3 separate regions of the Eptesicus fuscus genome follow, and regions 1 and 2 are each linked to region 3. Evidence: chromatin contacts called from public Hi-C data. All regions are on one chromosome and are shown on one strand. Each heading gives the region's core, a stretch centred on a gene start, on an enhancer-like site or on the middle of the called end of the contact. The rest is flanking DNA. Distances are from core to core; before and after follow the strand shown. Region 1 holds the start of ZBTB24 (zinc finger and BTB domain containing 24). Region 2 holds the start of CD164 (CD164 molecule). Region 3 holds the start of CCDC162P (coiled-coil domain containing 162).

Evidence for each region. Hi-C and Micro-C count contacts between places; a contact is called where the count stands out from the background.
Region 1: a Hi-C map of muscle shows a contact between it and region 3, with 3 times the contacts expected there. The contact joins the promoter of ZBTB24 here to the promoter of CCDC162P in region 3. A contact is called at or near these places in 2 of 2 Hi-C or Micro-C datasets (liver and muscle).
Region 2: a Hi-C map of liver shows a contact between it and region 3, with 5 times the contacts expected there. The contact joins the promoter of CD164 here to the promoter of CCDC162P in region 3. A contact is called at or near these places in 2 of 2 Hi-C or Micro-C datasets (liver and muscle).

Annotation. Positions count from the first base shown.
Region 1 is chr10:60,871,002-60,875,500 of DD_ASM_mEF_20220401, reverse strand. ZBTB24 (zinc finger and BTB domain containing 24) reads left to right here and starts at 1,589. Exons shown (of 5, transcript XM_054722015.1): 1 at 1,589-1,731; 2 at 2,622-3,604. The coding sequence starts at 2,650.
Region 2 is chr10:60,794,112-60,798,811 of DD_ASM_mEF_20220401, reverse strand. It overlaps CD164 (CD164 molecule), which reads left to right and starts at 1,300. Exons shown (of 6, transcript XM_054721704.1): 1 at 1,300-1,572. The coding sequence starts at 1,407. It overlaps C10H1orf35 (chromosome 10 C1orf35 homolog), which reads right to left and starts at 1,685. Exons shown (of 3, transcript XM_054721703.1): 1 at 1,570-1,685; 2 at 516-619.
Region 3 is chr10:60,633,656-60,638,312 of DD_ASM_mEF_20220401, reverse strand. CCDC162P (coiled-coil domain containing 162) reads right to left here and starts at 2,036. Exons shown (of 25, transcript XM_054722669.1): 1 at 1,900-2,036. The coding sequence starts at 2,036.

The sequences.
Region 1 (4,499 bases), core at 340-2,839, 240 kb before region 3:
CTTAGTGGGCACTGAGTAAAATATTTGTTGGCTGACTGATAGGCAACCCAAACTGTTCTCTGAAAGATTTAAAGTTATAAAGACCTGTTGAAGGTAGACCAGCTGACCTTAACAAAAAACAACAGCAACAAACATTTCAAGAAAAGTCAGCGTGGTTTCTAAACAATTACCTTGAAGAAAGGACTGGTTTCTATTGTCCGTGGCTGATGCTGGAAGATCCTCAAGACTCAGGATCTCCTTGCAGAGCTTGTGCTCTAGTGAGCAATGACCGAATGCGGGCATAGGAATACCTGGTTTAACTCTGGATTGTAACCTTTAGCTGTTAGACTGAGGCTTTGAGGAGGACTCATTGTGGCTGTGAGACACATGGGGCCCTCAACTCCCCGGACTGACTGCTCTCCCTGCTGGTGTGCAGAAGTCAGGTAGAGTCCCCTCTGACCTGGATCCCCCCCCAAATCCTGGTGTTTAGAGTCTATTCAAGACAAAGGGGAAACCTCAGAGAAGGGGCTACTTTTAACAAAAACTAGTAAAATTTTAAAGGGGCCAGGCTGGTAATTATACTTCTAGTTTGAAGCTCCTGAAGGCAGTAGATAGTATGGTGGGGGTCTGGAAGTGTCTGTTGGGGGTGGATAAGTGATCAGCAATTAGGTGTTGGTGAAGAATAAATTGAGAGAAAATGCTAAAATGGCTGGAGAGAGAAGTAGGAGGGGACTGGACTTGGATGGGACTTGGAGACCAAATCAAGAAGCTGGGATTAATCAGAGGGGTCCATGGAAGCCCCATGCATTCTAAGCAGGGGAGTGACTCTAGCCTCTGGATGCGGTTTGTACTTGGAGAGATCTCCCCCGCTCTTGTGTACTGTAGGGAACAACACTGCAGCTAGGACTAGTTAGAAACCTTGAATCGTCTATTGAAAAATTATGAAAGTCTGAAGAATAATTTTAATCATAGTAGTCAAGAATTCAACCAGACACTTGCTGAACTCATTGCATACTTAATCTTGTTTGCCCCAAGCAACCCGACCTAGTAGGCACTGGTGTTAACATCTCCAGTTTACAGGTGAGGTTAAAAGAGGTTGGAGATGGCTCAGTACCCATCAGTCTCATAGAGCGCTCGCTTCACTCCCTCGGACCAAGGCAATGGATGTAGGGGGGCGGGGAGCGGGTGGGGAGGGGGGAGGAGGTTGCAGATGTGAAAAACACATTCGAGGCCAATAATGGAGGAGGAGGGGCGGGAAGGAAGACGAGGGAAAGGAGGGGAAGAAGGACGAGGATATAAAGGCGATTTCGTTCACTCGTCACACATTCGAGACCTCAAAGTGAGCTTGGGCGTCTGGGGTGCGGAGCTAACGGTCTGATAAGATATAAAACGTCCACAACTGCGGAGTGACAACGTCTTGTCTGCCCATCCCTCCCAGTTCACTGCCAACACGTGACCGGCCCGGGCTCTGCAGGGGGCGCCGCCCGGGACCTCAGGCCCCGCCCCGCCCCGCCCCGCCCCGCCCCGCCGGGGGCGTCTCCGCGGGCCACGTGGTCCGCCGTCGGCGCGCGGCCGGCTCCCGGCGCCGGTGCTTCCGGGTTGGCAGCGTTGGAGGCGGTGGCGGCGCCGGAGCTGAAGCCCGGGAGGCGCAGGCCCGGGGAGCTGGAGACCACGGAGGGCCCGGCGCGGGGGCGCCCGCCAGGCCACCCGGTTGGCCGGCCGCGATCCACACCTCGCCGGGCGCCCCTAGAGGTAGGTTCCAGCCCGGACCCACCGTCCGTGGGTGCGGGACCCGCGGCCGTGCCCACCCCTCCCTCGTCAGCCGCTCCCCGGCCCAGCCCGAGGGGCTCGGCCCGGACGTGGGGCCCCTCCCGCGCCCGGACTCTGGAAGGGTCCACCCGCCCCTGCGCCGAGCGCCGCCTGGCGCCAGCCGCGGGTCCCACGCAGCCCTTCCGAAGCGAGGCCCCGTCTCCCCACGTTATGGCAACTGCCCCCCAAATTCACTTTGCACATGTACGGTTTCTTCGCCCTTTTCATCTTTGTTTCCACGGAACAAAATGGCACACAAGCCGAAACCGGTTTGGCTCAGTGGATAGAGCGTCGGTCTGCGGACTGAGGGGTCCCAGGTTCGATTCCGGTCAAGGGCATGTACCTTGGTTGCGGGCACATCCCCGGTGGGGGGTGTGCAGGAGGCAGCTGATCGATGTTTCTCTCTCATCGATGTTTCTAACTCTCTATCCCTCTCTCTTCCTCTCTGTGGAAAATAAATAAAATATATTTAAAAAACAAACAAACAAAATGGCACACAACATGTGAAATGGAGACACTGAGTTCTCATTCTGACATTTGTGCCGCTATGGAACGGGAGTGCTGGGAAGGACTTTGAGGCATGATTGATCCCCATTCCTTCCTTACGCAAAGCAGAAAACAGACCCCCCCTCCCCCCGAGAGGTAACACGTATTCGCCCAGCTAGATAGTGGTACAGCAGGAATGAGAACCCAAAGCTAAGGTTTTAAACAGACTTACGAATGGGAAGGAGTAAGTTTCCGTTAACAAGGGTGCAGGGAATAGTGGGTTCATTTGGTGTGGGATTCACCTTGTTAGTGCTTCCTCCTCCTTAAACATGGTTCTCTTATTTCAGGCTTAATTCTTCTCGGTTTCCAAAGAAGATGGCAGAAGCACCATCACAGCCTCCCGGGCAGCTCGTTGTGCACTCGGGCACTCACAGCGACACCGTCCTGGCCAGCTTTGAGGACCAGAGGAAGAAGGGCTTTCTCTGTGACATCACTTTAATCGTGGAGAACGTGCATTTCCGGGCCCACAAAGCCTTGCTGGCCGCCAGCAGCGAATACTTCTCCATGATGTTTGCTGAGGAAGGGGAGATCGGCCAGTCCATCTATATGCTGGAAGGCATGGTAGCGGACACATTTGGCGTCCTGCTGGAGTTTATCTACACGGGTTATCTCCAGGCCAGTGAGAAAAGTACAGAACAAATCCTGGCCACTGCTCAGTTCTTGAAAGTCCACGACCTGGTAAAGGCTTACACGGACTTTCAGAATAACCACAGCTCCCCAAAGCCGGCGACGCTGAGCTCAGCTGGCGCTCCGGTGGTGGTGATTTCCAATAAGAAAAGTGACCCGCCCAAGCGGAAACGGGGGAGACCGAGAAAAGTCAGCAGTTTGCAGGAGGGGAAATCGGACCTGGCTGCAGAGGAAGAAATGCAGCTGAGGGTGAACAACTCGGTTCAGAACACACAGAACTCTGTGGTGAAAGAGGGAGGCGGCGGTGCACTGAACGAACAGACTGCAGCAAAGGAAATGGAAGACTCTGAGCCTGCCGGTGAGCCAGGGAGAGGGGAGGGAACGCCCGCCGGAAAAGACGAGAACTGTGATCCTAAGACCCAAGACGGGCAGGACCACCAGACTCGGTACAGCAAGCGGAGGATTCAGAGATCCATCAAACTGAAAGATTACAAGCTTGTTGGGGATGAAGAAGACGGGGGTCCGGCCAAGAGGGTCTGTGGAAGGAGAAAGCGCCCCATTGGCCCCGAGGCCCGTTGTAAAGACTGTGGCAAAGTCTTCAAGTACAATCACTTTTTAGCAATCCACCAGAGGAGCCACACGGGTAATTATACTCTCACGGCTTCTGGGAACGTGTTTTGGAGTAGTAATGATAATAAGAGCTTTCATTTATTGTGCAACTTCTAGGTCATGGGCATTGTGATAAAGCCTTTACACGTATAATTGCATTTAGTTCTCACAACAGTCCTGTGAGAGAGTTGTATTATCCCCATTATACAGATGAAGAGGCCAAGTCTTAGAAAGCTTAAGTAACTTGCCCATGTTACCCATGTAGTGACAGAGCTGGGATTTGAACTCAGATTTCTAGTTGTTGCTTCCAGGCTATAATACTCAGGTATTGAAGTCGAGCCAGATGTATCTGCTTTCTGACTCTGGAACATTCCTCATCTTGACCATAGCTGTGCTTTTGGTCTGTGTGGACAGCTTTCTCACTCAGCCAGTTAGCTGTAAATGCCTTCTTTTCGGTTCCTCTGGCCCAGTACTGGCCAAGAGACCCTTCTGTGATGATGGGAATATCGTCATCAGATACAGTGGTGGCCACTAGCCACATGTGGATTTTGAGCACTTAACATGTGGTGTGACTAAGGAACTGAATTTTTAATTTTATTTTAAGTAATTCAAATGGTCATCGTATTGGACATTGTGGCCCTAGCCAGAAATCCCTTCTTCATTTGAACCCTCTCTTATACATACACCTAACTCCCACTCTGCTTTGGATTTGACTGTAGTTACCCCTTAAATACCCTTTAACTTAATTGTAAGCTTATGTACAGGGACTGATGCTTAAGTCTTCTGTCATCCAGCAGCTTGCTGTCATCTGACCCAGTAGGACCCAGCACTGTGGTTCTGAACCTGGCTGCACCTTAGAAACACGTAGGGAACTTCTAAAGCTACCAGTGCCGGGGCCCCAGCCCCAGAGATTCTGATTTAATTGTCTG
Region 2 (4,700 bases), core at 51-2,550, 160 kb before region 3:
TTCTTTAAAAACAACTTTTATCTTTCTGCTCCAAACTCATTCTATAAAAGAGCCCCCGTCAACCCCAAGACGGTGGACATATCTTCCCCATCAAGCTCTGCTGCTAATGGTTCAAACTGCATGTCCCAGGACAACAAATCCTTTCAGGACAACTTTTGGCCTGGAAGGTTTTGTTTAACAGCGCTATGCAGTCATCTTTTTTTGGTGCTTTCATAACAAAGCTGATCTCACAAAAGTAATTGCTGCTCGTGTGTTATTTTATTAGGGTAGATGTGCATAATTAAGATTACATGATAAATACAAAAAGCTGAAAACAGACGACATTAAATACTTAGCTTTTACAATCCATTTTTTACCCTTGATGTAAGCATGGCTGCACTGAATGTTTCTGTGAGACTGGGCATCAGATGGCGCTCACCATTACTAAAAGCCCAAGCAGTGACAGATATTTCGAAATCAAACCCCGACGCCAACAGCGTTTTGGTCAGGTGACTTTTACGAATCTGTTTACTCACCTTTAAAGTGGGGGTAGGAACGCATCCAGATGGATTCCCAACTCAGATCGTCTTCGACTTTTGGACTATGTCGGTGGCATCGACTGGCTGCTGCTACCGCTGGACTGAAATAGCAAGAAATTCGGAAAAATCAGGTTGGGGAGTGTGAAAGGTTAGACGGTGGGCGGCTCTGGCTGGAAGCCAGGAGCCCGCTTGGGTGTTTCCGCGGCGCACTCTACGCGGAAACCCCTCAACCACTTGGCCTCCATTTCCCCGGGGAGTCCCAACACAGGGTGACTTACGGGAAAGTCGATTTCCAAGGTAAAAAGCACGGGTCCTACTAAGTACATATGCAAGACCTTGGGAACACGGAAGCACCGCACAAACTTAATTCTTGCACAGGCTCTAAGCGCTCAGCAACGAATCAACTTCCGCCCCGGCGGGACCCGGGTCGCGAGGCGGGGCCCTGACGTCACGTGAGGCCGCGGAATTACGGCCTCGCCGGTCGCTCTGGTGGACGCCTTGCGCCACGTCATGTAGGTTGTTCCATCCAAGACAGGGGGGAGATTTTCTTATTGCAGTAACAGGAAAAGCCCAGTTGCGTCCTGTTTGGTAATCTTAGGGCAAATAAAATAGTTTCATGTGTCTTTCCAGTGTTTTGGGTATACTAGTAGTATAGTCTCTTTGCGGGACAGCCTCCCTCGGTTTCTTCTCGATGTCCCTTCCCCCCCTCTGTTAGGATTCCACTTGGTATCGCCCATCCCCGCCTCCGCCCCCTGGCGCCCCCTGCACGTGACCCCCGCGCGCTCCCGCGGGGGAGCGGAGTCTGGGAGCCGGCGCCGCTGGAGACAGAGGGACCTGGGGAGTGTCTTGCGCTGCAGCTGTCGCCGCCACCCCAGCGCGGAGGTCGCGATGTCGGGACTCTCCCGCCTGCTCTGGGCCGCCGCCTGCCTGGCCGCGCTCTGTGTGCTGACCGCGGCTCAGTCCACCACCCTGGCCCCGAACGTGACTTCAGTGCCCCCCAACCAGACAGTCACGACGCCGCTGACCGTCGCGCCGCTCACCACTCACGTACCAGGTGGGTGACGGTCCCTTCGGCTTCCGACTCTCGCTCGCCCTCCCGCGCGGCCGAGCTGCTTTCCTGCCGGTGGTACGCGCGGGGCCGGGGCGATCCGCGCTCCTGCAACATGGCGGTGCGTCCGAGTCCAGCCGGGGCCGGGCGCGGGGGGCCGGGGGGCCGGGTGGGGAAGCGCCCCGGAGGGAAGGGGCGGTCGGGCCCTCACACAGTTTCTGACCCGTGTCCCAGTCCGCGGTGTTTTATCCAAACGCCTCCAGCCTCGCGCAGGCTCAGGGGAGGGGACGTGGCTTCCGTCCGCGGTGGCGGCTTGTGGGGCTGACTCTGGGCCGATGAGACCGAGCTCCCTTTCCCGGGGTGAGCCGTTGGTCCACCAGGTCCTCTCTCCGCAGGGAGGCTTTCTCCGGAAGTTGGCAAAAGGGGGAAAGGGAAACTGAAGACATTAACTTTCGCCGGTGTCTCAGACTTTAGCCGGAGATTTCATTAAGATCGTCTTGCGGATAGGCACGGGGTTTATCTGAGGTTTGAGTACTAAATTAGGTAAAACTCGACACCCCAGCCTGTGTGAAGGCGTCGAAAAGTACCCATTCGTGTACCCCGTACTTCGCGTATGCCTCTCAGGCTAAACTAGAGGAAAGGGGGCGAAACGGAGAAGCAGAGAGGAACTTTGCCGGGACCGTGTGCTTAGTCCATTGTGAAGTTGGGATCGGAACCAGGTCTGTCGATTTTCCAGAATCCAGTCAAGAACACACCTTTTGTTAAGCTCCGCAGTCAACTGGTAGCGGCACAACACGGAATCTTAAAGAAGGAATTGGCAATGTTGACAATACAAAAAAGAAGGGAAGATAAAATTTGAGATAAGGTGGAGAAACTCTAGATATATCAAACCTGCAATCTAGTGTGATTGGTTATTGGGTGAGATAAGAACTAACTGGCATTTTGACCGAAGAACTGCTGGTTTTTAAATGTCTTTTAAAAGTTGATTTTTAGAGAGATAGGAAGAGAGAGAGAGAGAAACACCCATGAGAAACTTCACGTCCTTCGGCCGCCTGCCTCCTGTGTGCCCCCTTTTGGGGAACAAGCCTGCAACCCAGGCGTGACTGGGAACTGAACTGTGTGACCTACTGCTCCATGGGTCGTCGCTCAACCACTGAGCCACACCAGCCGGGCTGGTTTTTATCTTTTTTTTTTTTTCTTTCAGGTTGATCATATTATTTTACAACGTCTTTCCTAGTTTTTGTATTTTATAAAAGCTTAATAAAATATATAATGAACTTAATATTGTTTGTTAGAGTCAGAAAGATGTAACTTTTAAAAATTTTTAGACCCGGTTGGTGTGGCTCAGTTGGTTGAGCTTCCTCCTTATGCGCAGAAAGGTCACCAGTTCGATTCCCAGCCCGGGCACCTGTCCCGGTTGGGGCCCAATCCCCAGTAGAGGGCATACTGAAGGCAACAGATGGATGTTTCTCTCACCCTTTCTCTCTCTCTTAAATCAATAAAAACACTAGGAATTTTTTTTCAATGTTAGTAAATTGCAGGACAAGTTCTAACCGCACTATTTTTAAGGGGATAGAGCAAAATACGTTTTTGTCTCCTGATTATTTGGCAGTTTTCTCTCAGAATTGTAGTTTTGTTGTGTTTTTTGATTTTTAAAGGGAAGCTTAGAAGTATGAAGTTAATTGCCTTTGTGTGATTTCAATGAGTGCAAAGGAGATAATTTGTTTCTCCTGTAAGTAGAAGTTGGATAGGCTGCAGTCTTGAAAGGTAGCCAGTTTAGTTCATTGTAAATATCATTCACTGTGCTACCCAAACATTCATCATCCAGCACAAAAGATTTTAAACAAGTAGCATTTTTCACCTGTATAGAAACCTCTGAAAAACTTATAAACTTATTTCTGCTTTGTGACACCCCCCCCCCCCGCCACACACACACACACACACACACACACACACACACACACACATCATCATCATCATCATCTATGTGTCCCAGTCTTTGGTAGTACTGATGGTGAAATGTTGAAATGCAACACTTCTGTGCTGTGCAGGGTTGCTTTTTGAGGTACAGAGAAAGCAAAGGAGAATGTGTTTTGGAGGCATCTAGCTTCTAGGAAATGGATGGAATCCAATTCTGTAGTCCATTTGTTTGTCCAGACATTGAATTGTAATTAGTCTTCTTTGAAGTCTGGTTTCTGGCCATTTGGCTTAAATTATTGAAAAAGACCTTGCTAACTTGTTATATTACATGTACATGAATGCAGCTCCCTCCAAATATGTTGTCTCTTATCCTCCAGTTATGGAGGACCGTAGAAAGAGTGGATCATTTATGAATTACAAATCTCTGGGGTTTTTCGGAATGGGCATCATCAAATCTTGGGTTCAACCTGTAATACATCTTTATTACTGTTGAAAATTTTAGTGTCTCTTCTGATGTTTTGGGGCAGTAATTTTCCTGTCTGTATTGTTGGCCTTAAAATAGTCTTTTTTCCAATATTTTTATATTTTAGGGATGCTTTAAAACGCATCAAGAAATCCTGGGTGTCTGTGAAAGTGTTGCCATGTAAAGGAAGGTTTAGATAGGCACCATGAAGTAGTACTGAGTGTTCCAACTAACTTGTGTTTTTTTCCCCTTTCTCTTGAGTGAACTCTGGCTTCCTGTCATTTAAAATCATTGGAATGTCTTAGTAAACCAGTTTATAAAGTTTTTTGCGTGTCGTTAAAAAAAGTCACATGAGATCTGCCCTCTGAACCAATTTTTAAGGGCACTGTACAGTATTGACTATAAGCACTGGTATACAGAAGATCTGTAGAACTTTTCATCTTGCATGAAACTTTATACTCATTTCCCCTCCCCCCGCTCCTGGCAACCACCATTCTACTTTCTGCTTCTGAATTTGACTATTTTAGATACTTTGTATAAGTGGAATCATGCAGTATCAGTCCCTCTGTGACTTGCTAATTTTACTTACCATAATGTCTTCAGGGACCATCCATGTTGTAGTGTACAACAGGATTTCCCCTTTTTAATGATTGAATACCATCCTAGTTTGTTACCCTTTTATCTGTTTACCATTCCTCTGAGTTAGTAAGTGTGGTACTGTGTATAGTGCTTAGTCTTTTTTCCAATATAA
Region 3 (4,657 bases), core at 787-3,286:
GCCTCAGCCACCCATTGAGCCATTTGTGTTGAATTTCCAGCTGAGTTGGAGATAATGCCCCCTCCCCCTGCCCCAGCTCCTCACATCTTGGCTCTGATGAAAAACAAACAAACAAACAAAAAACAACAACAAGGCAAACTTTGAAAGAGACTTGAAAGTAAAAGCGTAAATAAATCAAAGGTAAAGTTTCTGCGATTACTGGGTCCCCGAATCCAGGCTGCAGCCTCATGGAGGTGGAGAAGTAGTAACCAACTAGAACGGGGCCAACTATTAAACAGGCCATGAGGGAAACAGAAGAAAACCATCCCTTTGTGGGCACACTGAGAGATTGGGTGGGGTCCTGGGTTTAGCTGCCTCAACCCTTTCCCCCCCAGATCATGTCTTCCCTCTTCATCTCAAAGTGTCTGTGAATGACCTAAAACAGACATAAGTGCTCTGCCTATCTTCCCACAAAGGGATTCACTCATTTGTTCATCAAACATTGCTTTTGCAACATTTGTTAATTCATTTGTTCATTCAGCAAGCATCTATGAAGTACATAACAACTACCATGGCCTGGGCTTTAGGGGGTAAAATAAGGGAAAGAATGCAAAGAGGAAGGAGAAGAAGGAGGAGGAGGAGGAGGACTAAGATACGATTATCCTCCAGTTTTCAATGGATTTTTCAGTCTAATGGGGAATGAGAATGTAAAGTGATTATCAGGAGTGGACATTCTCCATTTTCTTTAGACTCTAGAACCTAGCATGACACCTGGCAAACAAAAGGTGCTCAATAAGTATTTGTTGGATGAACAGTTAGATTCTTCCAGGCACGGTGTTTGGTGGTTTGGGGGAGCAGAGAAATACTGATATTCAGAGACTTCCCACTGTTCTGTCCTGAAAAGGACTTCAGGAACCCTTTCTCATCACAGTGTACATCAAGGATCCACTTGCTTGGAGACATTTAAATTGTAGCAATATCAACACCTGAGCTTTGCATGGTGTTTTCTTGTTTTCAAAGTGCTTTACCACGCATTATCTCAGTTGATCTTTATAAAGTAGACAAAATACATCTTTTTAACTTTGTTTTTTTAAAAAAAATAAACTAAAGTTGAGAGAAATGATGACTTCCATGGTTCCCTTAACTTTCCACTTCATTACACAATTCTTGACCTGCTTCACACATCAAGGGCTTTAACTACCAAAGTATGAAACACACTAAATACTGGTTCTTCAGAATCATCTCTGGAATGAGATAATAATGCACTTACTTACTGCTTCTTCTCCTGACCTTCCCCCCGTCCCCCCCAACCTTCATCATCCACATTGTGTTTACTCAGCTAGCTACTCAGCCTAACAGAATCCTTATAATTGTTCCTCTTGATCAACTGTGGCAGTCACAAAAATAGAGGGATATGAAAGTCCTGGGCCCATGAGACTTGCCACTTAGGGGATGATCTGGCTACCCTGTTTCTGTAAAAGAATTAAATTGCTATTGTTGGCAGCATTCACCTATAGCGTAGTTCCTAGCAGAACATCATTTTGCTGAATTCACTACCAAATACCTAGCATTATTTCAGTTTTGAAATTCCTCATCAAAATCAAGGTCAAATTTGATTAACATATTATTGGGAAAAAATGAGATCTCTTTTCATTGAGTATAATTTGTATAATAGCTTCTGGGACTTTAAGACAATGGTATTTTGTGAAACGTAAGAGCACTTTCCCATTTTCTTTGGTAGGACATTGCCTCTAAAAGCCTTGACAAGTCTAGTATATAGGAAAACCTTAAGGACAGCAGTCAAGTCTGGACTTGGGATAATGCCAATTGTCCAAGTAAAAGGGGGGCTAATGGAGATTATGGGGTGACAGTGGGGGTTAAATGCTCTGAAGACCATGCCTCTGTGGCACCACCATTTACCTGTAAGCTCGATGAGCTGTTCCCAGAAGAGTCCCCTGTTCTTCTATCTGAGACTTCAGTTCAGTCAATTGCACAGCCAGTTCTCTCTCCAACATCTGGGTCCTCTGTGTGGAAGCGATCTTGTAAATTTCATCCATGGTTTGTACCGACTGTTTCCCTGTTTCCCTGAAAAAGAAGAGCACAAAGCTTGTGGCTGACTCCCTCCAGGACCATTACCCAGTGTGTGGGACTTCGACGATCATTGTTCAAGAAATCATGTCAACTTTGTGGAAATGCATGCTTTGCAGTTTGAAAAAAAAAATAGCTGTCATTTATGATGAAGTTACAGTCTAGTAAGCAGTAGAGAAAATGTAGGTTAGAATCTCCATTGACCATGGCTTTGTTCAGCCCGGTTTACCGTCAGAAACCTCTCTGCTCCAGCTTTCACTGTGGAGGTTTAGTAAATGAAAATGCATCCCCTGGTCTGACCCCTGTAGTCTTCAGAAAGGCTGTGGGGATTACACACGAAATGGTATGAATGGTGGTTATTTCTGATTTCTAATATCACTCAACTAGAACAAAATGTAGGTGTATACAGGATTCCTCTGCGTGCCTAGAGCTGTTCTCCAGAAGCCTTTTTTGAAGCATGAGCTTCTACCCAGGGAGAATATACTGAGATGGAGAACTATCTATATATATAAAAGCCTAAGCAACTGTTACAACCGGTGGACCGGAACAACTGGAACGACTGGTCAGCCAGTTGCTATGATGCACACTGACCACCAGGAGGCAGACGCTCAATGCAGGAGCTGCCCCCTGGTCAGTGCGCTCCCACAGCCAACCTCCCGTGGCCCCTCCCCCCGGCCGGCTGGCCCCATCAGCCCCTGGTGCTAAACCATTTGTAGAGACCTGCTTCTGGGTCAGGGTTTCCTATGTAGCAGAGCAGATCCCTCACTGCAATCTATTGAAAGTCAGCCCTCGACACAAGGGTTTGTCTCGCTCCCATCCTCTCCCTTCCCCAGGGGCTGCCCGCCTGCTGTGGTGTTGGCTCGAGATAAGGGAAGGAGGAGGGGAGGCGGGGAACCGTGAGGTGGTGGGGCGCTGATGGTGGCATCAGTGTCCATTCCTTCCACGCCCGGCCTGGCAACTGTCACCTCCTCTCTTGACCCCACCGGGGCCTTCAGGGCCTGGGCTGGGACAGGGAACTGGGGGTGGGTGGTGGCGAATACAGCCTCTTTCCCATGGGGGCTGAGGACCGGCTCTCTCCTTGTGGACAGCAGCCAACCTCCCACAGTCCCTCTCCTCTCCCCCCGCCAGCCAACCTCCTGCGGTTCCCCCCCCCCCCCCGCCCGCCACGTGCATGAATTTGTGCACCGGGATTCTAGTCTAACATAATCATGATCCATGCACTTTACCGTTTGGAAGAAAATCAAACTTATGCATTTGAATGTGTTTTCTTAATTATGAATGCTTACATTTGTCCCTCTGTTTTTACCATTAAGTAAAATAGTTGAGAATCCCCTACCCCACTTAATTCACAGCCTGTCAAATTCAACACAATTGCTTACTAAGTACGTAGTTTCAACATTCTACTAAAAAACAGATTAACTGCATGTGCCAGAATGGAACCCAGACTGCAGGGATTCACCGTCCTTGACAAGTAGGGGTAAAGCCACTCCTGGCCACATTTAAGAGGTTTAAAATATTGAAACCTTCCTTTTTTCCTTTGACATTTCTAGGATTTTTAGTTTTCCTTTCAGAGATATTTTCTCAAGTTAATGTGCTGCTGTTTCAACAAGTAATTAAGCTGTAGAGATGTTTTGGTAGAGGTTTCCTTTGGGACCCTATTTATTCTTTTAATAAATATTAAAAATGGAACAGAGAAAGCTAAGAACTATATGATTTCACTCATATGTGGAATATAAAACTGAAACTTATGTACACAAACAGCAGGGTGGTGGTTGCCAGAGGGAGAGGGGTAGGGGAAGAAAGGGGTCCTAATATGAGGTGACAGGAGAAGATTTGACTTTGGGTGGTGGGCACATGGCCATATATACAGATTTTGTAAGTTAGCAATCCACACATGAAACCTATATGTTCATGTTGAGCAATGTCACCCCAATCAAATAAAAAAAAAAAAAAAGAACGTGGTTGAGGGTGTGGGTGGGCTCTGGATGGTTGGTGTGCACTGGAAAAGCAAGCACTTGGGCAAGTTGTTTACTATCTCTAGGAATTGGCCAACCCTGGGAGGGCAGTTGCTCCAGAGTCAGCAAGGCCGTTGATGTCAAAGCAGAAAATAAAATACATGGTTAATACAAAAAAAAAAAGAAAGGAAAGGAGCAGCCACGTTCAGCCTAGGTTGTGAACCTGCTGAGTAATGTCCATCGTGTTGGGCACACTGCCGGAGCTCAGTAAAGGGCACAGTTGTTCTCAGCAAAAGTGAAATGTTGTTATGAAAAATATTTGCCACTTGGCAGTGTCCTTTCAAGTTGGGCAAACAGTTAAACAGCTGCCTTAACAGCTGCATTCCAACCGGCAGCCAAGAGCAGCAGCAACATAGACTGGCTGATTCTTCTCCCAGAGGATGGACATTCTGCCCTCATTTCCTGATCAGTTTCAACACTTCACAGCTCAGAAATGAGAACATTTAATCCTGCACCCTTTAGCTTGCTACACAGTCAAGTACAGTATTCACAAAACTAACCTCCGGACAGGTCAGGCGTTGACAGCTGCGCATGAAAATGGATCCACCCCAGCGTAACCCATGCCTGTGAGCACT